Linked DNA regions of Columba livia: region 1 is linked to region 2. A link is a contact called in public Hi-C data. All regions are on one chromosome and are shown on one strand. The core of a region is the stretch at or near the end of the contact, and the rest is flanking DNA. Distances in the headings are between cores, read along the strand shown. Region 1 holds the start of LOC110355623 (centrosomal protein of 290 kDa). Region 2 holds the start of CEP76 (centrosomal protein 76).

Region 1 (5,441 bases), core at 828-3,327, 290 kb after region 2:
TGTGGCTGCTTCAGCAATTACGGAACCAATACAGAAATCTTCGCAGATAGGATTTCTGGCAGCAGTTGGCAGCACAGGCGCATCGTTCCCTCCCACGTGCTCTCGGCTTGTCAGCAGCTTCATAGCTTGGATCTCGTGTATATTCAGCCCAGCACAATGGCTTTTACCTTGCACTGTGACCTGTGTGCAGAGTGCAGGGGGTCGGCTAGATGGGTGACAGGCTGATCCAGGTTGATGGGGTTGCATCCTGGAGCTGAAGGTGCACGCCCCACCTCCCCTTCATCTGGTTACATTTACAGTACCCGGGGTGCCTTGTAATGTGTTCGGTAAGTTGTAAACCCATGGTAGGCAGCAGTGACCTGCTGGCGTCTCCCTTCCTCTCTTCCTGGGCATGAATGGTTCCTTGCAAAAATTGCCAGGCCCTGCCATCAGGTGAGCTACATGGTCAAGGTGGAGGGGCAGGTGGTATCTGGCAACATTTTATCAAAAAAAAAAAAGATGGCAACATGTCATGGGCTGTAAGTAACAAGACAAGCAACATTTTATACAAAGACAGAGAGCAAAAGACTTTGATTTGAGATCTAGAGAGACAGAAACAGGAAAGGTTTTGAACTGGTGATAACAGGCAACAGAGGGCAGCAGTAATCACCGTTTTGGGTCAGTCTTGCTGTGATGGATGATCTTGTGGCTGTGGATGCCTTCTGTTGGCATGTTATCTGTTATGGTCCAGTCTGCCGCAAGGGTGAAATGTTTTTGCCCTGCCTGTATGCCCTCCAGCCTGCTCTGCCAAAAAACACCTGCAAAATACGAAATAAAAAAAAAAAGAAAGACAAAACCCAGCAAATAGCAGTAATACCAGGTACCACAAACACTAAGACACAACCCATTGGGCATTAGGTCGTTGTACCTTGGACAGCCTGTTGTGATGGGAGCAAGAGATGCAGAATACACTGTTGTAGAGATACGTGACTTGGTGTGTGTTGAGGTAGAAATGTCCCCATGCAGGTCTGTAATTGGCAGCGTTCTCAATCCCAAGCACTCAGTTGCCACTAGTCACGGAAAATTAACTTGTGAATAAAACTAAGGACAATGTAAAAGAGATGGGCTGGCACTGGGTGTTCTTAGGCTGTCTCCAGAGGCCGCAGCAAAGCCGATTCTGGAACCCTACAGCTGGCTCAGAGTCCCGTGTCACCGGCCGCCACAGGCCGGGCAGGAGATCTCTGCCTCACGGGCGGTGAAACGCGCCGGGCCAGCCCCGGGGCGAGCCCTTCCCAGCCGCGGCACTGCCGCCTGCCTCCCGCTCCAGCCGTGCCTCTCCCGAGCTGGGAGGGGTGGCTGACACGCCAGAAGGCTGTGCTGCCATCCAGCGAGACCTGGACAGGCTGGAGAGTTGGGCAGGGAAAAATTTAATGAAATATAACAAGGGAAAGTGTAGAGTCCTGCATCTGGGCAGGAAAAACCCCAGGTTCCAGTATAAGTTGGGGAACAACCTGTTAGAGAGCAGCGTAGGAGAAAGGGGCCTGGGGGTCCTGGTGGACAGCAGGATGACCATGAGCCAGCACTGTGCCCTTGTGGCCAGGAAGGCCAATGGCATCCTGGGTGTATTAGAAGGGGGGTGGTTAGTAGGACCAGAGAGGTTCTCCTTCCCCTCTACTCTGCCCTGGTGAGAACGCATCTGGAATATTGTGTCCAGTTCTGGGCCCCTCAGTTCAAGAAGGACAGGGAACTGCTGGAGAGAGTCCAGCACAGAGCCACAAAGATGATTAAGGGAGTGGAGCACCTCCCTTATGAGGAAAGGCTGAGGGAGCTGGGGCTCTTTAGCTTGGAGAAGAGGAGACTGAGGGGTGACCTAATTAATGTTTATAAATATGTAAAGGGTGAGTGCCATGAGGATGGAGCCAGGCTCTTCTCGGTGACAACCAATGATAGGACAAGGGGCAATGGGTGCAAACTGGAACACAAGAGGTTCCACTTAAATTTGAGAAGATACTTCTTCTCAGTGAGGGTGACAGACACTGGAACAGGCTGCCCAGGGAGGTTGTGGAGTCTCCTTCTCTGGAGACATTCAAAACCCACCTGGACACATTCCCGTGTAACCTCATCTAGGTGTTCCTGCTCCAGCAGGGGGATTGGACTAGATGATCTTTTGAGGTCCCTTCCAATCCCCAACATTCTGTGATTCCGTGAGGGAGCGGGGGGGAGCAGCGGGCGCTGCGAGCGCTGCCGTTTCCCTGGCAACGGGGGGGGAAGGGAGGTAGCCGGGGCCTTTGACACAGTGCGGTCGCTCACCCATGACGTCAACTGTACGGCGCCAGTGCGGATGGGCTTTGGTGGCCAAGGCGCCCGCCCGAGCGGCGGTGGCAGGCAGTGAATAGGGCAGCTAGGCGGGGTCCTTCCACGGCGCGGTCGCCGCGGGCGGCGGGCGGATTTGTGGCGGCGGTACGGGCGCGATGGCGTTGCCGTCTGTGCACAAGTGCCTGCGAGTGAGTGGGGACCTCGGTAGTGCCGGCCCGCGGGGCCGCCGTCCGTCCGTCCGGCGGTTTTTCTTGCTGCTCCGCCTTCTCTGGACAGAGCATCGGTCGATTGTGTCGGTGTTACTGAATAACCCGTGGGTCAGGGCAGTGTAGGCAGGTGCATTTGGGTGGTAGACGAAGCGATAAGCATCATTCTATGGTGCCGGGCGGGGTTCAGCAAACCTGCACGCAAGAAACTCTACCACTGCGGCTGTAGTTTGCTCTTTCGGCTTTGGTGAGGTTAAAACAGCAATAACAACAAATCATAGAATACCAGGTTGGAAGTGACCACAAGGATCGTCTGGTCCAACCTTTACTGGCCCAACACCCTGCCCAGCTGAAACTAGAAAGTGCCTGAGCTTAGTTGCAGAGATGGTGTTTAGAGTTTATAACTGAAAGTTTGTTTGTTTTGTCCCTTTGTGATTTATTTTTTTAAATACAAAACCAGTTCATCTTATCATTCACTAATGAATTATGAATTACGTTAGAAGCCTTTAATAGATGTGTTAAAAAAGCTGTGTGATAGTCAGTTCTTCATAAAGTTTGAAGCCAATTATTTTTCCAGTCCTTTTCCTTTATGTATTTATATAGTTCAAGGTAACCACAGTAAAACTTTTGGGAGGTAATTTTAATTTGAAATATTATCAGCTCAATTAACACTTTATTTGAAAAAGTTGCTTGGTTTTTCTTTTTCAATTCTCTTCCTTTTCAGCTCAGTGATGAAAATGAACAGTTAGTCAAGAAGTTGAAAAAACTACACATGAGAAATAAGGATCTAGAAAAGAATCTGGGTCAGATCCAAGAAAAACTGCATCTGCAGCAGTTAATGCATGACTGTGTCACAAGCAGAGAGTAAGAATTGTCAAACTTTTCTTTTTGCATCAAAAGAAGCGCAGTATTTCAGGACTTTTACCCTTATATTCTTCAGATGGCCCAGGCCTTGTGTGTTCTCCATATTTTGAGGGGCTGCTGTTGAACAGGATTGGGGGACGGAGAATTCTGGAAGTGTGTAAAGAAACAAAGGATGGCTGGGGCAACTTGGACAAAATTCCTTGTTTTAGTGAAATAAACAGTTTTAATATCAATAAGTAGTAACCCTGCTTAGCCACATGCTCTCTCTCTTTAACTGTATAGAGTTTTAGACTATTTTTCCACCAAACATAAGTAACATAGTTAAATTGCATCAATGCTGTTTAGGAGATTCAGAAACTGTGACCTTAAGACCTGAAAAACCATAGTGGTAGTGTTTTGGAGAGAGTCCTGCCAGGATTTAAGTAACTGTTGCAAAAATTTGAAGTTGAAATTTTGGTACGTTTATGATCCTGCATGGAAATCTCTATTGTCAAATTAAACTGAAAAGTAATTTAGCCTTTTTCAGTTGCTTTGTTTGATCCAATTAAGATTGTAAAATCTAATTTTATTAAGCTGTTGTGTTTGTTTTAATGAAGTGTTCAAGTTCAGACAGAAACCCAATTATGGCATAAGGGTGGATACGGCAAGGATCTTAATCTAGAGAGTGACAATGTCAGGTGAGTTCTTGGAAATTGGTTCTTTACAGAATTAAATATTCTTCTGTGTAGGGTAGAATGTGTTGTTCCTGGTTAAACCGGTTGAGTTTTTGTTAACTTTTATCGAAGCTGCTTTCAGCCTTTGAAACAATGGAAAACAATTTACATTTTTAAAAGGAAATACTAAATCTTAGATTAAACTTGAAAATAGCACTAAACAAAGAACGAAATTGATTTCTTTCTCGAATCTTTCACTGATAAAAATTGGATGAGCTGGGGAAGCTCCTTCATGCATGTGTACACACACACAATATTTTTTGTATGTTTTTAACCTATAATTATGAAACTTCCCTTTGCCTTTGCTTTTCGCTTTCCTCCCTTACAGTGTACCAGACTCTCTTTGCAAATTGCACAGGAAGGCTGGGTGTCTGGCTCAGGGCGTGCATTGGGTAACTAATTAGATCCTTATGTGGAAGAAGTCTGAGTTACTCTTTGAATCTAGTGCTGGACCTGCTTTGTATTAGGTTGTACACAGATAACCTGACTTAGCTTGTTTTCTAGCATCTATTTGCATGTTATTTTACAAAGTTGTTCTGTATTATAGTGTTACTCATCCTGGTGTCGCGCAGGCATGACTTAGGCATGACTTAGTATGAATGCAAGCTCTTATTAGAATTCCTAATAAAATAGGAAAAATGTCTGTTCATGTTCATCAGTTGCATTATGGGCCTGATATATGTAGATGCTATGAAATATGGTAGGAAATTAGTGTAGCAGAACTTGATGCAAGATAATATCAAAGGCAAAATAAACCAGAGTTGGGATATTATCTTTCCATTGGTTTTACCCACTCACACTCGTTATCTTGTAGAATTAATTCACTCATATCCTCACACCCACACACTCAGAAGCAATGAGATGTTTTGTGCAACACAGAGCTGGAGACGCTGCCTCAGGAGTCCTCATTGTGGGTTCTTGATTGGTGGCAAGAAAGTAGTTCCTGGACAAGCTTTTTTATATACTTCAGGAGTGGTCTTCTGCTATTCCTGTTGTGCCGTCAGGGAGAAGAATGATCTGTGTGACATGCTGCAGAGTTGTTGCCACCCTCCTGTTGCTAGTGTCTGGGTCTTCCATCAATGAGTCATTTGTACTGAGGTTTAATCAGAGTTCTGGCCGTGTGGGCTGGACAAAAGCAACCGGGTCCTCAGTCTGGCTGCGTGAAAGGGATTCTTTGCCGTCCATACAGACCATTCTTTTAACTCTTACTTTGCTGGTTTTTTCTGTTGCTTTCTGTGTTGCAGGTCACATTTCATTCACACCCATCCTAAATATTTCTGTGACAAGTCTTTACAGTAGAGCTACAGTCCATGTGATCTCTATGGGGCGTCTAATACTTTTATCACAAAGGATCCACATTTTG
Region 2 (5,903 bases), core at 2,709-5,208:
TTTTTTACAGCTTATTATTTGCTTACTTTCTATAGTAATAACCAACAAAGTCCACTGATGAGCCCTGTATAATGTGTTTTAATAGTATATTGAGTATTTTATGACCTATGTACACAGCAAAGCAAAAGAACCCTGCCCTACTGAACAGTACTCAGTAGAGGGAAATACGTCACTTAGTCAAAAAGCACAGAAACATTAATTAGGTCTTTCAATGACACAAACATACCCAAGAAGTTGCTCGTCATCACGCTGGTATGCATGGCTGCTAGACAGAAGAACGACTCTGGCACATTTGCTGCTTTTCACCCAAGAAAGAAGAGTTTGACAGAAGGGCCTGTACTTGTTCTTCATGCAAAGACAGATTAAAATGTGAAAAAAACATTGTGTCAATTTAAAAAAAGCCAAAAGCCAACAACACTAGGTGTTATATAGAATGTTTAGCAGTTGTGTAAATTTTTCTTCATATCCATTTATTCTTCAGCTTCAGATACATTTTTAAAAAGCAGAGGACTGCTCTGGTTGTTCACTTAAAACTACACATATAATGACAAAAATTAGCAATAAGACCATGTTAACAACAATAGTACCCCCTGTTTTGTGTGCCATTAACGCCAATGGAAAAAGCTTTAGAGTAAGATGGGATAGTAGGAACACAAAGTATTTTGCTAAAAACTGCAGCATAGATTTCTTCTGGTATAGTATTCTGCTTATTTTAAATTACAGCCACTGTCTGGATGATAAGTAATTCCAAATTCTTCATTTTTTACATAATGAACATAGTTCAAATTAATATAGAACACTACAAAATAATTAAATTGGCATGACATAAAAAATTAAGCTATTACAATAAAAGACAAAAACACAAAGTCAGTTTTTATAGCTAAAATTGTATCAACTGCAGAAGGTGTTATAGCACAAATTAGAAAAATATTTTGCTCTCTTTCAGTCTGTGGGTTTTTTCCAAGTTTTATAATGTGGCATAGTTCTTCTAGTTTTGTTTGTTTAGTCTGGTCTAATGTCTTAAAATTTACCTAGGCCACTTAAACTATTTTCCAGCAGAACTATCCAAACTGAATAGTGAAGTAAGAACAATCAATGAACATACATACCTTTATAAAAGGTGATCTGATCTGCAGAACTACAAGTTTCTTTGAAGGCAATGAATACACTAGAAGAAGAAGTAGTAATTAAATTTTGTAAGGAGAAAGCAAGAAATAGATTTTGGCTTAGAAGTATCCAGATTTATCCGATTTACAAAGCTGAGGATAGTACACCTTTCAACTATCAATTCATACAGGAAAGCTTCACAATATCCAGAGTGTTAAAAATACATATTTTTGAGCATTGTCTTCACTAGATTTAATTTCACTTGTCATAAATTCAAACAATTGAATGAAGAAAAATATATTAAGTTCTGCCTCTCATAATGATTAAGACAATCTCTTTATACAGCTTTTCAAAGATTATGACAAATCATTTGGAGATTTCCATTATTTAAGACGGGGGAAAAAAGATGCAATGCAACAGTCAATATAGGGAAAGAATCCTGAGAATTTGAAGCGGGAGAAATACCACAGAAGGAAAAGGCAAACAGAAGGACAGAAGGAAGCATAAATATCTATCTACACCAGAAGTCCAGCTTGCATTCCAGCAGTTTACTACAAGTACATGTACACTTGATGTTGCTTTGGTGAAAACCTGCAGATCATTTTGGCTGCACTGTAATATGGTCAAGAGTCAATATTTCTTAGTGGTTCCATATGTCAAATCGGTTATCCAAAATAACAATCGTAACACTTTGCAAAGTGTACATACATTCTTATCTGTAAGTTACTGAAGTTATTACTGACCTTAGTTTAAACACTGTTCATGTATGCAAAACACAACAACAACAACAAAGTGTGACACTCTTGCACCTTATGCAGCTGGCAAATATCTTCAGCATTCAACACCCACCTTCAGCATTTATACTCAGCTCTGTTGAGTTTTCTTCTGCTGTTGCATATGGATTATTTCCAACCATCGGCACCAGGCAATCAGTGTAGAAATAACCAACTTTAGTCATGTTGAGTGTGGAAATCACTAGATCTACTGCCAGCTGACCAACATTTCCCACTGACACTGCTGGCTGAAGTAAGAAAAGTTACTGAATTACAGCGTGTTTTATGGACAACACAATATGGTCTTCAAAGAGTGGAAGTTTAAACTACTACATTCCTTGACAAACATGATTTCTAAAAGTGGCTGCTCATTATTTGACAAAGGTGACTATTTCTTACCAGATTATTAATACACACCTTGGCCCCGTCCCACAAAAACATCCCGGCCACATCTGTGAATAAACCCATCGCATTGTACACTTAAATAAAGGCTTGGAAGCCTGTCTCCTCCCTGTCTTTTTTTTGACACAGAGGAGACCAAAGTCACTCAAACCACTAAAGCTGAGATTGGTGGCCCTCAGGTGACACCTAATGGTAATGTTGATATTACACTTTAAAGCTATAAGCCTGTAAATAGACCTATGTACAAGAGGATAATAATGCTAAGGGTCATCTTGGATTCATTTCATAGGAATCGCCATGGGTTATCACCTATCAGGGCAGCCACTGACCTAATCTCATGGCACAGAAAGAGAAATTCAAGAATTCGTGTCCTGTAGACAGAAACAAATACTGGAAGACCACGACAAATTTTTTGTTGCTTCCCTCTAATTTATAAGCAGCTGCATTTCTAGGTATTTCTGCTGCCACCAATTGTGGAAATATCAAATTTGATGCTGATAAGCTCACGGTGAAAGAGAACCTAACATTACTTAAGAAGTTGTCATTAAAAACTGGCTGGTACTCAACAGCCTGTTACTCCCAAAGAAAACAGCAGTGATCTATTTCCTGTGGCCAGTCAGCTGATCTGCAATGACTTCCCGTGCCGCCTGCAGAGTCATTACAAGCTGTGCAGCCCTCAGTGAGAGGTGATAAGCTTACCTTTAAGTAATACAGTTAAGGGACTCACTAACAGGAAAAATAATGGTTTGCTACTTCGTAGCCTGCCCTGGAACTCTTACCCCACAATAACCAATGTAAGCTCAGGTTAGGTTAGGTTATCCTAAATTGATTTCATACCATGTACGAAGGTGATTAAAACACTTCCTAAAACAATGCTAATCGGAGTTTAAATATAGCAAAAATGAGATTTTTTTTTCATTAAAAACATATATATATATGGCATCTAAGTGAAAAAATACACTTTTATTCCAGTGCCAACCCACAGATGCCGCAAATTCTGTGAGACGACATACAGCACTTTAATCTTAGAGTGAAAGCATGTAGCTATAGCTCAGCACATAATGTTCCCCTTGACGAGCAGAAAAGGACGGGCTGAGGAAGGAGAAATCGAGGGAAACGGAAGAGAGCGCATTAAGCTCTGCTGGAAACAGCGCTGGGAAGGACCCCTGAAAATCCGCCTCTTTCACTCAGCAAAACACCCAATACACACACGGGCACAGCAGCCGCCTGCCCAGCGCCTCTTCGCTTTCCCTCATGCAAGTGCCAGGGGCGACCCCCAAGCAGAGCAGAGAGAGACGAAAGTGCCCAAGCCCTCCTGCCCCACAGATGCAGGCGATCCAGGAAGACAGGCCCCTGCCCACACCCCACGGAGCGGAGAGGAGCGCTCAGCTCCGGGGTGCCCTCTTGGGGCGGCGCCCCCCCAAACCCATCGAGACGGGGAGAGGGGAGAAGAAACAGGCGCACAACCTACCATGAGCAGAGTGAAGCCTTTAAAGTCGGAGCTGGCGGAGCCCCCGCCACGGTCGCAAGGAACAAACATGCCGGCGGCGAAGGAGGGAAGAGGAGACAGGAAGCAACGGCCGCGTCTCCCCTTTCCTCAGCGGGGCGGGGAGTAACGGCCGCCGTCGCTCGCGCTGCGCCCCCCAGCGGGCGAGGCGGCGGCCGCGCCCCGGGCGGTTACGCCGTCGCTCGCGCGCGTTGGAAAGGCCGTTGGGGGCCCCCTCCCCGCTGCTGCTGCCGGAGTGGGAAGTGACTCGTCCCCGCTCTTGCTATGGCGCTGCCGCCGGAGAAAGCCTCCGAGCTGAAGCAGATCATCCACCAGCAGCTGGTCAAGGTGGGGGTGTCTGCGCGGTAGAGCGGCGGAGCGACTTCTCCTGTCGCAGGGGGAGGGGTGGCCTGGTCGGGCTTTGCTGTTCCCCGTGCCGGCGGTGCGGAGCCCCGGCCCCTGGCGGCAGCAGTGCCCGCTCGCTCCCTCCCTGCCCGTTCTTTGCTTTGTTTTCTCTACTTCAGCAGCTTCAGGTGGTTCCCAGGAGCCATTCGCGCCCTCTTGCACAACGGCCAGCGGCGGTTCGCGCTCCTGTCTGATCCTTGCCCCGCTTTGCGGCCTTTTCCTCGCCGTCTCCTACCGCCCCCGCTCCCCGCCCTCATCTCTGCTTTCCTGGCTCCCGGAGAGATGAAGCTGAGGTCCCTGCCGCCCTGTCCGCTCCTCCTCTTGCTGCTCTCTCGCTCCGTGTCGCTGCCCTGGTCAGGGCAGGGAGAGGCCCGCGGCACTGGCGGCTGAGTCGGGGAGTCGGAACCCTGAGACCGAGGCTTTTTGGTGTTTTTGGTTCCTTTTTCACAGAATGGTTGGGATTGGAAGGGACCTCTGGAGGTCATCTAGTCCAAACCACCTGCTAAAGCAGGTTCACCCGAGTAGACTGCACAGGAATGTGTTCTTTGCTTGCTGCTTTTTGAGAGAAGTTATTGGGCTTGGATTGATGGGGAACTAAGTACAAATGCTTCAGCTCATGCGTCGCAAAGTATTGTAAGTCCCAGTGGCTGTGGGCCTAACATCCCTCAGTTTTGCAGATCCATGCATTTTAACAGCTGAGATGAAGGACAGAAATTCTGTTTTCCCTTTGAGCACAGGGGAAGCTTTCAATGGAGATTTCCTACTTCTGTGTCTTAAGTATAAAAGTGTACTTTTCCCCTTAAAAAATAAGAAACTATTATTCTAAAGATGAATCTTGAGGGAGACGAGATTAAAACAGTGACCATTTTATATTTGATGGATTTGCAGACCTTTTTATAAGGAGGCAAGTTCAAGGCAGGGAATGCTGTAAAGAGCAGTGAAAATGCTCAGGTTTGGTATGGTCATGATTTTTTAAACTGGTAGTTCTGAAAGGATGAATGTTTTTATGTAGTTATTTCTGTGTTCCTAGGAGTATATCTTTAGTCTTATTGAGTGACTGTTTAGTCATAGCTGCTACCATTTAAAGACCCCGTATTTGTAGCATATAGTGAATTTTCTTTCAGATGGATGTCCATGGCAGGATCAGAGAAGTTCTTGCTGAGACTATACGTGAAGAGTTAGCACCTGAGCATCAGCAGTTATCCACAGAAGATCTGATAAAAGCCTTAAGACAACGAGGAATCATTGATGATGTTATGAAGGAACTTAAATTTGTAACTGTAAGTAGCTTTTCAAGAGTGAAAATATTTTTGCTTTTCCTTCTTACTGACATGGTGTTTTGACAAAGTGAAAACTCTCTACTTCTAAAGGTTTGTAATGGCTTTACTGATTGGTGACATATCAGGAGCAGAACAGCTTAAGGCATTTGCTAAAAGTGGTTTGGTGATAATATTACATTGCAATTATTTGTTCTGTTTTGTTACATCTCAAGTAGGAGCATACCTGAGGAATGGCATTCAGGTGAAACTGAGGATTCTTTAATTTTTAGAAGGCTGTGGTAAGAGCACTGTTGCATCCCTTGATGCCTTAAAAAGTCTTAATTGTAATTTCAGGGTGTGAATGAAAGGGAGAGGACTTCAGCTCCAAAACCATCAACACATTTTGTTGACAGAGAACCACCAGTTTTGAAAAAAAGTATGTTGCTTGTTTATTTTAGTATTTGGATCATA

What was found. A called contact is a pair of places that touch in the nucleus more often than the background predicts.
Region 1: a contact with region 2 is called in a Hi-C map of liver, with 2.2 times the contacts expected there. The contact joins the promoter of LOC110355623 here to the promoter of CEP76 in region 2. A contact is called at or near these places in 2 of 2 Hi-C or Micro-C datasets (crop and liver).

Annotation. Positions count from the first base shown.
Region 1 is chr2:107,289,592-107,295,032 of bColLiv1.pat.W.v2, forward strand. It overlaps LOC110355623 (centrosomal protein of 290 kDa), which reads left to right and starts at 2,078. Exons shown (of 8, transcript XM_065053113.1): 1 at 2,078-2,483; 2 at 3,226-3,365; 3 at 3,962-4,042. The coding sequence starts at 2,451. All of the region lies in intron 1 of MPPE1 (metallophosphoesterase 1), which reads left to right.
Region 2 is chr2:106,999,494-107,005,396 of bColLiv1.pat.W.v2, forward strand. It overlaps CEP76 (centrosomal protein 76), which reads left to right and starts at 3,959. Exons shown (of 11, transcript XM_065053091.1): 1 at 3,959-4,116; 2 at 5,298-5,453; 3 at 5,787-5,868. The coding sequence starts at 4,054. It overlaps PSMG2 (proteasome assembly chaperone 2), which reads right to left and starts at 3,940. Exons shown (of 7, transcript XM_005514026.4): 1 at 3,754-3,940; 2 at 1,957-2,128; 3 at 1,110-1,168; 4 at 227-345. The coding sequence starts at 3,822.